2 separate regions of the Mus musculus genome follow, and region 2 is linked to region 1. The links are chromatin contacts, called in public HiChIP or PLAC-seq maps. All regions are on one chromosome and are shown on one strand. The core of a region is the stretch at or near the end of the contact, and the rest is flanking DNA. Distances in the headings are between cores, read along the strand shown. Region 1 has its middle 11 kb from the start of Gm45202. Region 2 overlaps Crtc3 (CREB regulated transcription coactivator 3).

Evidence for each region. HiChIP or PLAC-seq counts read pairs in DNA pulled down with a chosen protein or histone mark.
Region 2: an H3K4me3 HiChIP or PLAC-seq map of bone marrow-derived macrophages shows a contact between it and region 1, with 5 times the contacts expected there. The contact joins two enhancer-like sites. A contact is called at or near these places in 1 of 39 promoter capture datasets (the C10 cell line), 1 of 484 Hi-C or Micro-C datasets (bone marrow-derived macrophages) and 2 of 115 datasets of contacts at active chromatin or transcription factors (astrocytes and bone marrow-derived macrophages).

Annotation. Positions count from the first base shown.
Region 1 is chr7:80,142,129-80,145,585 of GRCm38.p6, reverse strand. No RefSeq gene overlaps it. Among named protein-coding and RNA genes, the nearest start is that of Gm45202, 11 kb to the left of the region's middle. Within about 2 kb of position 1,710, at least 140 of the 459 cell types and tissues checked have an H3K27ac peak or open chromatin away from gene starts, as enhancers often do. A contact at or near this core is called in bone marrow-derived macrophages, where this site is marked.
Region 2 is chr7:80,654,545-80,658,078 of GRCm38.p6, reverse strand. All of the region lies in intron 2 of Crtc3 (CREB regulated transcription coactivator 3), which reads left to right. It overlaps Gm51450 (a long non-coding RNA gene), which reads right to left. Exons shown (of 3, transcript XR_003946653.1): 3 at 1-3,534. Among named protein-coding and RNA genes, the nearest start is that of Gm51450, 8.4 kb to the right of the region's middle. Within about 2 kb of position 2,193, at least 80 of the 459 cell types and tissues checked have an H3K27ac peak or open chromatin away from gene starts, as enhancers often do. A contact at or near this core is called in bone marrow-derived macrophages, where this site is marked.

The DNA.
Region 1 (3,457 bases), core at 461-2,960:
TGTCACACACAGGGTGGCCTTGAACTCAGAGATCCTCCTACCTCTGCCTCCCAAGTGCTGGGATTAAAGGCATGGGCACTTTTCTTTTATCTTTTCTTTTCTTTTCTTTTCTTTTCTTTTCTTTTCCTTTCTTTCTTTTCTTTTCTTTTCTTTTTTTTTTTAATTTTTCGAGACAGTTTCTCTGTGTGGCTCTGGCTGTCCTGGAACTCACTTTGTAGACCAAGCTGGCCTTGAACTCAGAAATCCACCTGCCTCTGCCTCCCGAGTGCTGGGATTAAAGGTTTGTGCCACCATGCCCAGCTTCTTTTTTCTTTTGGAACAGGTTCTCAGTGTGTAGACTAGCCTTGAACTCAGAGATCTTTCTGCCTCAGGCTCTCTCACATGCTACTACTTAAAAGATGTATACCAGCACACTTTGCTAAAATACTCTCCTCAAACAGAAGATTGTACCAGGCAGTGGTGGTACACACCTTTAATCGAAGCACTTTGGAGGCAGAGGCAGGCAGATTTCTGAGTTCGAGGCCAGCCTGGACTCCAGGACAGCCAGGGCAATACAGAGAACACCCCTCCCAGATGGCAGTGTAGGACTGGGAATGTAGCCCAGGGAGGAGAGTGGTTGTCTAGCATGTGCAGTGTGCTGGATTCCATCTCCAGTATTCTGAAAACTGGGTGTGGTCACCCTCGATTGGAGTCCCAGCAGTTGGGAGGTGGAGGCAGAAGGATCAAAAGTTCAATACCATCCTTCCCAACTCAGGGAGTTTGAGGATAGCCTGGAGTACACGAAATTCCTGTCTCAAAATAAAACAATAGCTGTGTGTGTGCACGATGCACGCCTTTAATCCCCGCACTCAGGAGGCAGAAGCAAGGGTGAACCTCTGTACGTCTGAGGCCAACCTGGTGTCCATAGAAAGCTCCAGACAAGCTAAGGCTATACAGTGAGGCCTTGTCTCAATAATTAAAACAATAATCTGGGACAGAGGCAGGCGGATCTCTGAGTTTGAGGCCAGCCTGGTCTACAGAGTGAGTTCCAGGACAGCCAGGGCTAGACAGAGAAACCCTGTCTCGAAAAACCAAAAAAAAAAAAAAAAAAAAAAAAAAAAACTGGGCCAGTGAAGTGATGAGCACCTTTAATCCCAGCACTTGGGAGGCAGAAGCAGGCGGATCTCTGATCTTCCTCTTGCCTCACCCTCTGGAATGCTGGGAAGGCAGACCCATGCCACCCCATACCCCTCTTTCACCCTTTCAAATGTCCTAGTAGACAATTTAACATCACAGTGAGTCTTGCGCGTTGTGTTTTGTGGGCCGCAGCATCGGGACAATGTCTGGCCTGTCTCAAGCAGGTATACCTGTCAGCTCTTGCCAGCATTCCTGCCTGGCCTGGTGAGCGCTCCTCAGGTGGCGGGTTTCACTGGAAACACTCCTGCCCTCCCTTTTCTTGCCTCTGCTTTGGAGAGGGATCCCTGCAAGGCATCTGTTTCCCTTCCAGGCTTGGCGTGTGTTCTTGTCCTCTGGTTCTTCTTTTTAACTTCCTCCCCGAAACCGCTCCAGATGCACCCTGCCTCAAAAGCTTAGCATTTCTAAAAAAGGTGGGATTTTCCTGCTGTCTCTTCTCCCATTTCTCACCACACCCCACTCGGCTCTGTCTGGCTCCAGGACTCTGCGCCTCAAGCATCTTTCTGATCAGACTGAATCCTTTCTTATCTGAACTTACTGGTCACTTTACCTAAGTCTCTCTGTTTCCTCCTTCAGCCCCGCCCTTCTGAGGTCTGGCCCACTATAGAGAGATGGGACTGCGTTCCAGGGGCTGCCTTATGCACTTTTTCCCCAGCCGGCCCCCCGCCCCGGCCCCCACCCCTGAGGCCGTGGGTCTCCTCTCAGCCTGGCAGCTGGTAGAGAGACGATCTGCATCTCAGCTGTGGCTGCCCACTCATCTGTTTCTCAGGAGACCCACATAGACACCAGATGGCAAGTCTGCAATGTGCTTAGCGGGGTGAGAACAGGTTTTGTTTGGGAAAATATCTCGATCAGCCAGTTGGGCCGAGAAGGGGAAGTGCCAAGGACGCGGTTGAAGAGAGCTGGTTACACACAGGAGGAACTGAGTAGCTGCGTGAAGGACAGCTTGCAAGACAGTGGTGAGAGATCTCAACAACAGGAAAGTCAGAACGGGGGAGATGCAAAACAAGAGAACCCAGCCCAGAGGGTGCCACGATTGGTTTTTACATATATTTATCTATTTTACATGTATGTATGTGTGTGTCCATAGTCTTCTTGTGGAGTGTGGAGGTCAGAGGACAACTTTAGGGAGTCAGTTCTGTCCTACAGAGTGGGTTCTGAGGATGGAACTCAGATTACTGGCTTTGGCAGGAAGTACCATATCACTAACTCACCTCACTGGCCTGGCCCCCCCCCCCCCATCCCCCTCTGTGACTTTTGTTAGTGGGTTGAGTAGGATCTTGCTATGTAGCCAAGACTAGTCTCAAAGTTTCAAACTTTAAGCTTGCAGTCCTCTTGCCACAACTTAAGTTGTTCTCCTGCCCCCAACCACCCCTTCCAGACTGGCTCTCAATTTGTAATCTTGACTATCCTCAAACTTAACTATGTAGCCCTGCCTGGTCTTGAACTCATAGAAGTCCATCTGCCTCACTTTCCCATGTGCTGAGATTAAAGGCATATATTACCATTCCTAGCCTTTTAAATTTATTATATATACTGTAGCTGTCTTCAGACACACCAGAAGAGGGTATCAGATCTCATTACAGATGGTTGTGAGCCACCATGTGGTTTCTGGGAATTGAACTCAGGACCTCTGGAAAAACAATCAGTGCTCTTAACCACGGAAGCATCTCTCCAGCCCGCCACCTGCCATGTATGTGTGTGTATGTGTGTTGCTTTTAACCATTGAGCCATCTCTCTAGCTCCAATTAGCTATGAGTTTTGGATGACTATTTTTGTTGTTGTTTTAACTGTGCAAATATACATAGCAGGCAGGTATCGTGGCAATTACCTTTAATTCCTGAACTCCAGAGTAAAAGACAAGTGGATTAGACAGGTGGACAGCCTATTATAAGTTCAAGGCCAGCCTGAACTACATGGTGAATACCAGGATACCAGGTCATCCAGAGCTGCTACAAAGTGAGACCCTATCTCAAAAACAAACAAACAAACAAACAAACAACCCAGACCCAACAAACAAACAAACAAGCAAACGAGCATTGTTACATACCACACGCCTTTAATCTCAGCACTCCTGAGCCAGAGGCAGGTAGATCTGAGTTCAAGCCCAGCCTGGTCTACAGAGTGAGCTCCAGGACAGCTAGGGCTACACAGAGAAAGAAACTGTCTCGAAAAACCAAATAAATAGGGAATTTGAGTCCCAGCACCCACATGGTGGCTCACAACCACCTGTAACTCTGGTTCCAGCAAATCTGATGCCCTGTTCTGATGTCCCAGGGCACCA
Region 2 (3,534 bases), core at 944-3,443, 510 kb before region 1:
TTCTCCGAGGGCAGTTTACTCTGAGCTCAGTCCACCCTCCTCCCTCAGCTGTGCAGAGCAAATGGGGCAGATGAGAAATACTTCAGACGTCCCCGTGGGATGAACTCCAAAGACAGCCTCAGCAGCTAGACGCAGAATTCATATGGCCAGGGTTTGGCAGGCTCTTCTGAGGTACCGTGGCTTCCTATCAGACCACCGGCTCTGCAGCCCTGCCAAGGCCTGGGTGCTGCAGACCTGGGGAGTGAGTGTGGTATCCAGATGCTGCCTCCACTGGCTCAGGTTTGCTTTGAATCTGAACTGAAAGTCTTAGGCCTTCGACTGCTGCCCTGAATGGCCAGAGTGGCCTTCCTGGACCAGGTTGGATTTGTGCAGACATCTTACACAGGACTTCGTATCTTGTAGGTTGAGCCACTTGGTGTTCAGTAAAATGGGTCTCTCAGATACCTTGTTTCATCATTTCACTTTTAATTATGTGAGGGTGGGTATGTACACCTGAGTGCAGGTGCTGATGGAAGCCAGTGGTGTCTCTGGAGCTAGGGTTACAGGCAGTTGTGAGCTGCCCAATGTAGGTTCCAGGGGCCAAATTTGAGTCTTCTGCAAGAGTAGTATGTGCTCTTAACTGCTAGCTCTCCAGCTCCTCAGATATCTTTATTACTATACAAGCCCATCTGTCCCCCACCCCCACCCCTGGGTATGCATCTCTCTGCCTCTCTTTTGTTTATGCCATGCTAGAGATCAAACCCAGCCCTTTTGCGTGTGCTCAGCCACTGCTGGCTGAGCTATGTCCCTAGTGTCCCAAGTGTTTTCTTTCTTAGATTTTTATTTTTATTGGTGTGTGTTTTGTGTGTGTGTGTGTGTGTGTGTGTGTGTGTGTGTGTGTGTGTGTGTATTTCTATGCTTGCAGAGGCCAGAAAGAGGGAGCAGAAGTCACAGATGGCTGTGAGATGCCTGCTGTGGCTGCTGGGGACTGAGCACAGGTTAGGCGCACACTTACTGCAGAGCCAGCCACAGACACCATGGCACACGTCTGTAATCCTAGCACTCAAGACGTCGAAGTACAAAGATCACAAGTTTGAGGCCTACCTAGGCTACCTAGTGAGACTCTGCCTCAAACAAAACAATTAATACTTGTCAGCCATCTGATGCATGAAATATATACAATTTTCATGCCCTGATTTGGCATCTTAGGATGGTTGCTGATCAGAGGTGTTGTCCCTGAAGGCCAACTGGATCTCATTACTAGCTGCTCAGTAACTCACATTGGGACCTTAGGCAAGGTTATTAGCCTCTCTGCACCTAACTTATGCATCAGTGAGCTCTGGTGACTAAGAGTACCTAAGGTAGACTGGAAGGATTAAATTAGCTAATAATACATGAACATCCCAGAATAATGCCCAGTATGTACTTATTGCTTAATGAATATTGCAAAATTCCTGTACCAACTTCTGCTGGGTGAAATGCTAGAAACCGGGCCACCTTGTGTGATTTCAGTAAACGCTGATCCCACCTTTCCTGTCTGTGTGGTATGCTGTCTAGGGCTAGAGAACTAAGTTTTGCTATTTATATAAAGCTTCTTTTGTTTTCATTTTTCAGGTGAGGATTCATGTATCCAAAGCTGCATTAGAGCCCAGATGAGAGTGGCCTAGAACTCTGTGTAGGGTGGGGGAGAGGAGGGAACTCACTATGTACCCCTGGCTGGATTGAAACTAATTTTGTAGATAGACCAGGCTGATGTGGACTTCATAGAAATCCACCTGCCTCTACCTCCCAGGTATTTGGACCAAAGGTGGGTGCTACCATGCCTGACAACCTTCAACTTCTAATTTTTCTGTCTTTGCCTCCCAAGTGGTGGGACCACAGGCATGTGCCACTATAGCCAGTTTATACCATGCTGGGGAATTGAACCCAGGGCTTCACAAGTGTTAGGTAAGCACTCTGCTAATTGTGCCACAGTCTTAACCTCTTCTGTCCCCTGCCCCACAGCCCCCTATCCTTTCAACCAGATCTTACTGTGTAGCCTAGACTGGCCTGGAACTTGTAATCCTGTGTCAGCTTTTCAAGTGCTAGAGTTACAGGCGTGTGCTACCACACCGGCCTTACATAAAGCTCCTTAGAATCTGTGCAGGCTGGTTAACATCTGAGTGTTTCCTCATTGGCTGGATAAAAATAACCTTGCTGAAGTCTTAGCTGCCCTGGCTGGGGTCATCCAGACTGTATGTGAAGGCACTGAGTGCAACTCCAGGAGAGGCAGGGACCTAGGCAGTGGCAGAGCAGGGCAAGGGCGGAAGCTGTTTCTCCAGGTGCCCTTACATTTGGACTCTGAAATTCAGTTCTCATTCCTCTCTCTGGAACCAGGCCCTGATTGTTAGGTCGCTAAAGAGTGGCAGGTGGGAGCCACAAGCAGCACACTGCCTGTCTCTAAATTTTTAAGTCACCACATATTTTGGCTGTAGAATCAGCCAAAGTTTTGTTCCAGTTCCTTACAAAATTTCACAACATTTCAGGCGTTAGAATTGGTCCCTGTGTTGTGAAGCAGCTGGGTTTTATACTTTAGACTTGAAGATGAAGGCTTAGTGGTTGATTATTACGTTGGGTGTTTTCCAAGAGTCAATGCCATCTGTGGAAGTTTCTCTGTTGTCCCTAATGCCAGGTTCTGTAGCAGTTTCTCTGTTCAAAAATACAGCCTGTGTTCAGGACACTCCCTGGGTACAGAAATTGGTTTCCTTGGCAACAGATAGCTGGTGTCTTAGCTCTTTTCTTTCTTTACTCTTGGGGATGTAACTTCAGAAAGCTTTCCCCTCCCATTTTCTCCTGAAAACCCGTTGGAGGCAGTCACAGTAGTAGCTGTTCGATACCCATCTCTCAGTACCAGGGACTGAACGCGGCTTTTGCTAAGTAGGCACTCATATCATTGAGCCGTGTCCTCATCCCTGTTTAAATGGTTTATTTTGGGATAGTGTCTCAGTGAGGTGCCTAGGCTGGCCTCCTCCTTGCTCTGTAACTCAGACAGACTGGGAGCTCTCAGCCTTCCAGCCTTAGGCTTGCCCCAGCAGGTCCAGCTCACACTTCCCATTTTTGAGGGGAGTAGGAGGATCCTAGGAATTGAACCCAGGACTTTATAAGTGCTGGCAAATACACTGCCACTAAGCTAGACTTCCAGAGATTCTAGTTTGTTTATTCTTTGTCTATGTGTCTGTGTGTGCGCACATGTGTGTTTGTAGATATTGGAAGCCACAGGGTATGTGTGGAGGTCAGAGAACAGCTTTCAAGGAGAGTTGGTTCCCTGCTTTCACCATCTGGGTTCTGAGGGTGTCATCGTGTTTTTAACACATGTATTTTTTATTATTGTGTGTGATGTGTGGATGTGTGTGCGTGCGTGCCCGATCCCCACCTAGCGTGTGTTAGTGTATGTTAGAGTTTCTTCTTCTTTCATGGGCTCCAGGGCTGACCTCAGTCTTGGGCAGCAAACACTTAATGCACTGAGTCACCTCACCAGCCCTGGTGTAATTTCCGAGTGCAGAGGGAAACACTTCC